Regions from separate parts of the Gossypium hirsutum genome. Here all the other regions are linked to region 3. The links are chromatin contacts, called in public Hi-C maps. All regions are on one chromosome and are shown on one strand. Each heading gives the region's core, a stretch centred on a gene start, on an enhancer-like site or on the middle of the called end of the contact. The rest is flanking DNA. Distances are from core to core; before and after follow the strand shown.

The links. Hi-C and Micro-C count contacts between places; a contact is called where the count stands out from the background.
Region 1: a Hi-C map of leaf shows a contact between it and region 3, with 2.4 times the contacts expected there. The contact joins the promoter of LOC107956752 here to the enhancer-like site in region 3. A contact is called at or near these places in 7 of 34 Hi-C or Micro-C datasets (anther, callus, hypocotyl and 2 more).
Region 2: a contact with region 3 is called in a Hi-C map of hypocotyl, with 5 times the contacts expected there. The contact joins the promoter of LOC107954934 here to the enhancer-like site in region 3. A contact is called at or near these places in 6 of 34 Hi-C or Micro-C datasets (hypocotyl, leaf and petal).

What each region holds. Positions count from the first base shown.
Region 1 is chrD07:36,012,649-36,016,335 of Gossypium_hirsutum_v2.1, forward strand. It overlaps LOC107956752 (glucan endo-1,3-beta-glucosidase 4), which reads left to right and starts at 2,304. Exons shown (of 3, transcript XM_016892290.2): 1 at 2,304-2,439; 2 at 2,519-2,770. The coding sequence starts at 2,370. It overlaps LOC107954738 (histidine kinase 2), which reads left to right. Exons shown (of 15, transcript XM_041096574.1): 12 at 1-128; 13 at 537-895; 14 at 1,095-1,202; 15 at 1,338-1,672. The coding sequence ends at 786.
Region 2 is chrD07:36,235,476-36,239,329 of Gossypium_hirsutum_v2.1, forward strand. It overlaps LOC107954934 (WRKY transcription factor 1), which reads right to left and starts at 2,493. Exons shown (of 5, transcript XM_016890628.2): 1 at 2,191-2,493; 2 at 892-1,456; 3 at 646-805; 4 at 416-574; 5 at 1-152. The coding sequence starts at 1,456.
Region 3 is chrD07:36,111,319-36,114,667 of Gossypium_hirsutum_v2.1, forward strand. No RefSeq gene overlaps it. Among protein-coding and RNA genes, the nearest start is that of LOC121219066, 40 kb to the left of the region's middle. Within about 2 kb of position 1,898, at least 3 of the 9 cell types and tissues checked have an H3K27ac peak or open chromatin away from gene starts, as enhancers often do. A contact at or near this core is called in hypocotyl and leaf, where this site is marked.

The DNA of each region.
Region 1 (3,687 bases), core at 1,054-3,553, 98 kb before region 3:
GGTGCTTTAAAGAAATATGGAGCAATTGTTTCCTGTGTGGAAAAAGGCCAGGATGCGCTGGACAAGCTTAGACCACCCCATAATTTTGATGCCTGCTTCATGGATCTTCAGATGCCGGAAATGGACGGGTAATCAATCTAACTGGCCTTTATTTGTTCTTCCAAGTTTGTGTGTGCTTCATTTCAGCAAAAACCTGAAAATATGAAAGAGGCCTCTATGGCAAGCAACGGTGCCTATTGTGTAATGATTGTCTAGTTAGGGATGTAATTAATACATTGCTAATCAAAATGTTATAACCTAAATGACTGATGAGGCAATATTAGGTATAAGTTTATCAAGAACCAGTTATTTGGGTTTAGATATGGAGTAAAAAGAATGCTGATGTGTTTGATAGATTCTTGGTCAATTGAAGTAAATGGGTAAACTGAACGTTATTATTATATTTATTTGTTACTTTTTACCTATGGATCAAAACATCTTCAAGATCCTACTCTTAAGAGTACATCACCATCCTGATGCTCCAAATATTTATGCAGGTTTGAAGCAACTAGGCAAATCCGCAGTGTGGAGACTCAGGTCAATGAAAATATTGCTTCTGGAGAAGCATCAATTGATATGTATGGAAATGTGTCTTACTGGCACATTCCAATATTGGCAATGACAGCTGATGTCATCCAGGCTACAAACGAAGAGTGCATGAAATGTGGGATGGATGGCTATGTGTCGAAGCCTTTTGAGGAAGAGCAACTTTATTCAGCTGTTGCAAGTTTTTTCGAGTCTGGTTGATATAGTGGGTGTTGGTTGAACTAACTTTCTTCAGGTTGACCCCTTGTGACTCTCGGTTGTCTGACAAGTGACTAGTCCTTGCCTCATACTGGTGGACATCCGAATTATGGTAACTTGGCCATCCTTTCTCCTTTAAATTGAATGTGTAGTTATTAAATATTTCATGTCTGCTTCATATATTCTTCCTCCATGACCAAAGAAGATATCATGAATTCTTTTTTCAGCCAAAAAATGGTATCATGCAGCCAAACCATTTGATATCACCCAAAACTGGTTTCGGATGTTTATGGTGTGTTCTTTGTCTTCAGGTATGCTGAGGTTGCATCCATGATTTTGCTTTTGACTGTGTTGAATGAAAAACCATGGAAGAATTCGAATCCTTCGGACCTGTTGTTTGTCATCCATTTTCTTGCCAAGTACGAGGGAGAGTGGTCCTTTTCCTGTAGTATCCAATTTATATTTAACTGTAATTAAGTGACATCCATTCTTTTTCCCCTCGTTATATGGTCTCAGCCAAAAAATAAAATAATTTTTTTTATCATTTTATGTAGATTTTCCATGTTTCAAGCTCTTTGTGTTGGAAAATCTTCACTAAAAGTACATGGTTCGAGGTTAGAACTATTCATTTATTCGAGTTGAATGTAGGCATTTTGAAATCTTACTATTTTTATTTTTAGTTTTTCAAATTGGCTTGAAAGGGTGATCCAATTGATGGTTGGAAGTTGGGAATGCATTACTGTCATCTCTGCTGAAAGATTGGGTTCTTAGTCAGTGCTTCCTGTAACCATGAGTTTTCGTTGTATATTATTCCTTTATTTTATTAGTACACAACCAGTGTAAATTATTTTTGACATGTGCTTGTAAGTAATAAATTGCTTGCTTTTAATTCGATTTGTGGTTTCTTAGGATTGCCAAGCACCTGTGGGTAGTCTTGTTGCTCCAAGTTCCTTTAAATGGATCATAGATTTGCTTATTTTTAGTCTGATACACATACAGGGAATATATTCTTCTAAGGCACATGGCAGGGGTGACTGGATTTTGAAATAAAAAAATTGTTAGTAGTTCATGTACTCTTATTTTAATTGATATTCAAATAGTAACAGTTAAATTCAATGTTATGTGTACAATTATAGGTTTAGTCTATTTTTTCCTGTTTAATGATTCTAAGTTTTTATATTCTTTTGAATTTTGAATTTTTAATTTTTTTAACTCATGATAATCAATATTCCATTAACTGGAAGCGAGTAATATGTGAAAATAATGAGCTAACATAATACTATACATATAATATGTTTTGTTTTTGTTTGGTGAGGATTAAAATTTTAAAATTTGGAAAATAGAGGGATTAAATTTTGATAAATAGAAATATAGGGATTAAATTTACAACTTTCGCAAAGTATAAGAACTAATGGCAGAAAAAACTAAAAACCTAAAAGGATAACCAACAGTACACATACCCATTCACATGGCACCTAGCGTATGTAATGCTTTCCACACTATAAAAGGGATATTGATTTATGAGTTTTATCAGTGGATAGATACTATAAGATCATTTCCCCACTTCCACTCTCTCTCCCTCCTCAATGTCACCCTTGTTGGTAAAGATAACGCTTGTGCTGCTGTTTATGTCAATTATTATTCCTCAAAAATCAGGTACATTCTTAAAAACCTCCTGGCCATGATTTCTTATGTATGTTGTAAAATGGTGTTCTCATATAAATGTTAATATCAGTTGCGGAATACGAGCAATGGTGCATAGCAGATGAACAAACCCCAGATGAAGAGTTGAAGGTAGCCCTGGATTGGGCATGTGGGGAAGGTGGTGCAGATTGCAGTAAGATTCAGGTAAACCAGGCTTGTTATTTTCCAAACACTATGACAAACCATGCTTCCTATGCCTTCAATGATTACTTCCAAAGGTTCAAGCACAAAGGAGGATCTTGCAGCTTCAAAGGAGCTGCCATGATTACAGAACTAGATCCAAGTAAGCGTTATCCATTCACAGTTTTTTAAAAAAATGAGCGAATCCCATGTGCTTAGTGTTGTTCCAATAGGGTTGGAAGCGTGTAAATTATTGTACTAAAAAATCACACAAAGTTCAATTCCCAGGTAAGAGAGGTGGATCACATGGATCTCTTAAATACCAAGTCTTTCCTTAGACAGAATATCCCTTCTATAGTAATTTAATAGCACAATTAAATACTACTATTATACCCTCAAATATTGAAAGAAAAATAGGACAAGAAAGAACACAAGAGATTTAACGAGGTTCGGTAAATTATACCTACGTCCTCGGGCACTAACACCAGATGATAACTTTACTATCTCCAAAATATTACAAACAAATAGAATTCCTTAAGAATTCTCAAATGGGAGAAGAGAGAAAACTAAGAGAGAAAGATTGGTTGGGATGAATTGAAATGAGAAACGAGAAGACCTATTTATAGTTGAGGTTTAAAGACCAAACAATAAATAGCCCATTATCTCAAGGACCAAAAAAAAATTATCCCATGCCACTTTTTCAAAGTCAACTTTAGGGTGCTAAACTTGCACCACTTTGTATTGTTTGCCATTAATGTTGTCTCCCATTAATGTTAACAATCTCCACCTTGAAGATTTGATTAGGATAATCACATCTTCACACACTTCCTTCAACTCCCCAAATTCGATAAAGTTATCTTTTGTAGTGCCTACAAATGCACTCTCGAGCGCCATACACCTGAAGGTGCTCAAATTCTCAGGATGTTAATCAAGTTCAAACAATGATTAAACTTGATTGTTGTTACCACCTTGGTCATCATATCTGCGGGATTATCTGCTGTCGGAATCTTCTGAAGTAGAATTTTTCCTTTTTCAAAGACTTCCCGCATAAAGTGATATCTTACGTCGATATGCTTGGTT
Region 2 (3,854 bases), core at 1,243-3,742, 120 kb after region 3:
AGCCAATTATATTATAAGTAACAGTCCTAGTTGGAGGCAAATCATGGTCATGTTTTCCCTCATATGTAGTTATAACCAATTTTGCATCATGAGATGCCCTCTCCACATGCTTCTTGACAGGGCATCCGGGATTTGAGCACCTGTAATAACTCCTACATCACAAGTGAGCGGAGAGTCAACTTCATGCCAAAAGCCGCAGTATGGTTACATATGTAAAGAATGGAAAATTTTCTGCGATCAAAACACATTTAAGTGATATGCACAAGTACTCTCAGCACTAGAGATACTTGTGATAAGAAAACATCTATAGTTGGTATAACAATATGATTATCTTCGTTGCCAAAGAGCAGCAATAATATGTAAATTAGACAAAAGTGTTTGAAATGTGTACAAACAAAAATAAGGTGATTCATACCTTGGATTAGGATTGCCTTTAACTAATTTTTGGCCATATTTGCGCCAACGGTACCCATCATTTACGATGTCAACCTCACTTAGTGTCTTAATAACCATAGGTGATTCACTTGTTGGTTTATGCACTGGAGATACATCAACATTATCGCTCTCTTTCTTCCTGTTTGCATTCAGTGACTGTTAACGGAAGGTTAAGAGGAACAAACACACAAGAAAAATAAACTAAGGTACCTGCGTTTTGAGATGAGATGACCATCATCATTACAAGCAATATTTTGCATCCCATTTGATTTTGATTTCACATCTTCACTAGCAGCAATAGGTAAAGGCTGAGAACTATCCCCTGGCTCAATCAGGCGAGGTGTTTGGATATGTGCACCCAATGATTTGTCTTCAAATATGAGATCAGTTATAAATCAAGCAACTTTTGCTTCATCAGATTAGACAAGTCATAAATGATTAAGATGATTTTCTTACCTTTGATAACAGTTGGAGATGCGTTATCTAGTCTCTCTTCAACGACTGATACAACAAAGCCAACAGCTACGGGTGGGTTCAGCGGCTTTGCATGATCATGCTGACCAAAATAAACAGTGTCGACCATTTTCCCATCATGTGAATATTCCAATTGCTTTTTCACTTGGCAGTTTGGATGTGTACATCTGTAATAACTTCGAACAAATTCATTTCCTTTAACAAGTTTCTGCCCGTATTTACGCCAGTTATACCCATCCTCTGAGGCTTTCTCACGTACAATGGGACTGCTCCCATCAATACCAGGCGATGGAGAGGGAGTCAGCGATTGTTTCTTGGATGTCATAGAGTAAGCATTTCCTTGTTGCTGTGACTGTGAAGCATGGATCACAGAAATAGGAAGTGGATTTTCCTCTGATATAAGTGCAAGGGTTCCTCTCCCTTCATCAGATTGTGATGACTGAATTTTACTATCAGAGGTCTGTTGCAATGCATGACTTCCAGCATCTGGGCTCTGTACTTTATCCGTACCAACTTCATCCGTTACACACTCCCCTAAAGAAACCATCTGAAGTAAAGAACCTCTTTATCACTTTAGTTACCATTAAAAAGGGCCTTGTATATATACTAAAACAGCATTGTGCCCATGACTTTATAGATATAATAAAAAACCAGCTGAAGAACAGCTAGCCACCTTATTAATCATTAGCATTCAATTGCTTAGACGTTTAGAGAATAACCATATCATATATCGCATCAACTCGTGACTGGGCTTCCTCAGTTAAGAATTTCACAATTAACCAAAACCTTTGCAGAAAACTTATGCATTTCAAGTTCTCTGTTTTTCTTTTTTTTTTTGGTCGGTCTTACTTATGTAGAGCATGACGGGAAATAATTCCGAATGCCAAACTAACAATTCCTAATTAAACTACTAAAGAAACGATGAAATTTATGAGGTTAATTTAATATAATATTAATTCGAAAGTTGCTTCATTTATTCACCTGAAAAAATAAATTAAACTGCTCAACTTGCTTATATGGTTTGATATGGTTAATTTAATATAAGACTAATTAGAAAGTTCCAAGTTAATTGAATGAGTATAGTTTTGCAAACTTTGTCGCTCAAATACTACGGGGTTTCTCAGCAACCAAACACAGAGTAGAAACAAATTAAGAGCTAAAATCCCAGAAATACGGCAGCAAACGAAATTAAATTCATTCCATAACAAATAAATTAGGTGGGAGAGGGAGAGAAAGTTAAAACTGAAGGAAATAAAGAGAAAAAAAAAAAAGGAAAGTTACCTAGCTATGCAAGTGTGGATGAGAGCATCAAGAAACCCTAACCGTATATCAGGCGGAAAGAGCGTGATTAGAAGAGTCGATGAGAGGCGTAGATCACGCCGGAGATGGTGGTTGGAGTCGGAAAGTGAAAATCGGGGAAGTAAGTAGAGTCAGAGTGGGGGAAATAGCGATTCAGGTTGTTAAAGTCTAATCCCAATAAAATAATTTAAAAAAATAAAGGAAAGAAAGAAAAGGCAAGTTAAGAAGAGGTTGGGGGGAAAAATAGAATACATGCAGTAACACTCATTCGTGTATGTATCTGCCTTTCCCTTTTTTTTTCTTGAGACGCTGTTATTGCTTGCTTTTCTTTATTTTAGTCAATGCCGCTTGCTCGAATTAATATGTAAGGATAACTTTTTATTTTATTTAATTTTAACATTAATATATTTTTATATTTATTTATAATCCATATTATCTGTCTATAATATATAGACAAATTTTTTAACTAAATAATGTAATATTTTTTGTTTATTATATTATCGAGCTAATTTTCTTATCCAGCAATGCATATGTTCAATTATATGTATCAATTAAAATATATTAAAATTATTTTATAACTTTATATAAATTTAAATTTATGATTGATATTATAAATAAAATTAAGTCATTTATAATTTTATATATTTTTAATTTAATATTTTATTCGATAAAAAATAACATCTTAAATTAATATGCATACCCCTTAAATAATAATAATAATTTAAAACACTATTTTTTATCAAATAAAAATATCAAATTAAAAAATATATAAAAATTATAGATTTATTTATAATGTCAATCATAAAATAAAAATTATACAATATATTTTAATTAATACAAATTTAAAAATTTTAAAAATTTGTATTCGCATTTTATTTTTATGATATTTGACAATTTTATAAGTTTATACGTGTTAATATGAAAATCTTAAATTTTAAAAGAAATTTTTAAAAGCTCGAACAGGTAAAAAACTTGAGACTTTAAAAATAAAAAAATTGGTGAATTGAGACTTTAAAATTTTAAATCCTATTAGGAAAAATATTTATATCTGAGATGTTTTAAATTTTTTTAAATCTATTAACGGTAAACGTATGAAAAATAATATTGGTTACACTAATATTTAAAATTTTATTACCATTCTTTTACAGATTTTAACATAATATTGACATTTTTAAAAATTATAAAAAATTTAGATAAAAGTCTAAAATAAAATTGTACAAATAATATTTACAACAATCAATAGTAGTTTAAAAATGAAAAAACTTTTAAAATAATAAAAAAACATTAAACCATATCAATTCTAGTACTAAAACTTTTAAAACTTTTAAACTAATAGTTTAAAAAATATTTGAAAATTGCTTGAATACTCGTTACTAATTTAAAACATGTCAATTCTAATATTAGAAAGTTTTTAAAAAGTTTATCTATATATATAATATAAATAGTTCTTAAATTTCCTATTTTATTTATAAAAGTGTAATAACTTTTTTAAACATATATATTTAATTTAAATTTATAAATTTGAATGTTTAAAAAATAATTCAATTGTTTAAAAGGTATTGAAAATTGTTAAAATTTTCAATTTTAAAATATGTTAATATTTAATTTTCAATATTACAAAACAAATAATTAAATGATTTAAAAAA
Region 3 (3,349 bases), core at 648-3,147:
TACTAGTTCACATTCCAAGTCATTCTCATGCCAAATAATCATTATCGATTGACATTTTCTAGATTGGTCAATTTATATTTTAGTCCTTCAACTTTTCAAAATTTATGTTTTGTTCTTTCTTTTCATATATTTTTCACATTCACGATTTTCTACATTTATTTCCATCTCCAATACCAATTAAATTCCTTATGATCTATCTTTATCTGGCTCATTTTCAAATTTTCCTCAAAAATTCACTATGACAACCCTAAAACAATACCAGATGTTGTACCGAAGATTTCGGGCATTACAATTACATTGGACTAGAATTAAATTTGGATTGATGAAATGGCTTATGAATTTGACACAGGTTGGAATTGGATTTGGACCAGAACTTGACTAACAAATTTGACTTTGATTTCAAAATGTGATTTTCTTTTTATGGTTTTGATGTCGAAGGAAGACAAACTAGGAATAAGCGTTCGATCGAATTGAATAGAATAAAAATATTTTGAATTAATTTAGTTGACGAATCTTATTTTATCATCTTAACTCGATTTGAAATTTTCTCGAATCAAGTCGAATGAGATGTAATTCAAATCGAATCAAATATATTTATTTGGATTAAATTTAAAAAAATGATTTTGGGTCATTGTATCCATTGCCATCCACCATATTCAAATTTGTTATTAACTTTCAACCCCTCATAATTTATTTATTAATATTTAATATACGGGTTAGCTTTTTTGTTTTCATAGTTGCTTCAATTATCTTCTGGTTCTTGTCACAATGTATTTTGAAATTAAAAAAAATATTAAATATAAAAATATGATTTTTTAAATAAAATTTATTTTAAAGATAAAATGTGAAATTGATACTAAAAAAAGATTTTAACATGAATATTTTATGTCATCACCAATAATTAAATTTTAACAGAAATTTATAAAGATTCAACATGATTAAACAATTTAATAATATAAATAGTACAAAATGTGAAATTTAATTCAATAATACAAATAGTAGACATAAATTTGAAAAAAAAATTGAAATTTAGGAGGAAGTAAAATTTTTGGGGGAAAACAAAAAGAAAATTTTTTTTGGGGTGTTTGGGGGAAAATAAAAAGGAAATAATTTTGGGGATTTGGGAAGAAGTAAATTATTTTAGAGGGAAGTAAAAATTGTGGGATGGTAAAAGGGAAAAAATTGAGTGTTCGGAAAAGTAAGATTTTTTGAAAAAAAGTAAAAGGGTTTGACTTTTAAGGGTTGCAACGGGGCGGGGGGAGGAAGTAGAAGGATTTGATATTTAGTTTATTTAAATTATTTGAATTCGAAAATTTAATTCGATTCGAATTTGAAATTCAAAAAAAGAAATTGATTTGATTCGATTAAATCAATTCGAATAATTTAAAATTTGAATTTTTTTTTATTTTTTTAGAATAAAATAGTAAATAGCATTAATAAATAATAATAATAAACTATAAAAATCTTAATCTAGTGGTGCATTCCCTTTCGAATTAAAAGAAAAAGGGCCAAAGATTGGGGCCCTAACAATTAGTGAAATGAACTTCAGACTAAAATTAGATTTGGACCGGTGAAAAGGCTTTTAACTTTGGCATGGATCGAAATTAGATTTAGATTTGGATTTGAACTTGAAATGTGACCCTGGATTTTGCTTTTTGACCGATTGACTTGAGTTTTGAATTGAGCGACCTCATTTGTATCCTTAATCTTTTTTCAATTATAGTTTCTTATTTCTATTTTTTCTGAATTTTTAATTTTTTATATTTCTAAATTAATATTAATTTAAAATGCCCAAAATGATTAAACCATATTAGATTAAGTATTTTCAACCAAGAGGTAATAGCCTAATAGGATGCTCAATAGTCTACATCCCAGGGCAAAGATCCAGTCCCTCCTCACCTGGTTCACATGGCCAACCATTTATTCGGTCTGAATCAAGTCTTGGTCCGTCCATCAAGTGTTTTACCGTTTAATTTAGCCAGCCCGCTTGACTGAAAATTTTTCCTCCATCTTTTCTTTAATTAAGGCTTTGTTTGGTCAATTGCAAGTCTTGGTCGAAATTGAATCAAAATGAAACTTGAATAGACGTACAAATTGGTTCAGTGCATGCAGTCTAATTGTCCAAGGCACATATCATATAGATAATTTAAAATGGGACTGTAGTATTAGTGAATACATTTTTCATGAAAGATAGTGTAGATGAATACAATTATTTACACAATACTTTATCTAACAATCCATATTCACTTAATTTTAATCATATTAAATATTTTTAATTTGGGTGATCCTACGTACAATTATTACTTATTATACATATTACTGTAACAACCTGATTTTTGTGGTCTCGAAAATATAGGTTCAAAATTCTCTTTTTGTAAATCGAACCCGTAAATATAAAATATGAATATTTATAGAATTAGTGTAAAAATATATTGAAGTTCAGATAAGTAATTTCACTGAGAAAATAGTTAATTAAAGCTCAGGGACTAAATTGTAAAAATCCAATCGCTATTGAGTTTTAATTAAAAAAGACTTAAGGACCTAAATAATAATTATCTAAAAGACCAAAATAATTATTTAACCATGGATTAATATGAGATAGTAGATGGTGATAGTGGTGGTGGATACTACTTAATTTAATTAATAGTTAACTTATTATAATAAAACCTTAATTAATCTAATTAAACAAGCTTAATTAATAACTAATCATAGTATAAATATTAAGTTAGTGGAGGATGAATGTACCATCTTACTCATTTGCTTTCGCCGTCCCAAACTTTAAGAGAAAAAAGAAAAGAAAAATCCTTGTTGACCTTTAGATATCCGGCAAGCAAAAATTTCAAGGTAACCAAGCTTTTTTCATTAAGTTTTATAGATTTATGATCACCAAGTTTGATTTAGCTAGCACATGTCTTAATTTTTTCAATTGTCAAGTTTTTAGCAAGTTGTCATTATTTAGAAATTGATAAAAGAGGCTTGAATTTGATAGCTATTAAGCTTAGATCATGATAAAGACTAAATTGTAAACTTAAATAAGTTTGATAGTTAACTTTGTAACATTAGGGACCAAATTGAATAAATTAAAAATTTGTCATAAGATTGTGCTATGAATATGAAGTATAGGGTTTCTAATGAAATAATGTGAAATTGGATTTTGATCCAAAGCTAGACATCGAAAAATATGCTTATCCCAAGTATAGAGACTAAACTGAATCAAATGAAAAATATAGTTGACTTTGTATTTGGATATGCATTTGATGAAATATGATGTTGTTTATAAATTGAATTATCAAACGTAGCTAAATGCGACATTGGCCCATTGAGAGGGAAAGGAAAGACAAGAGTCGCT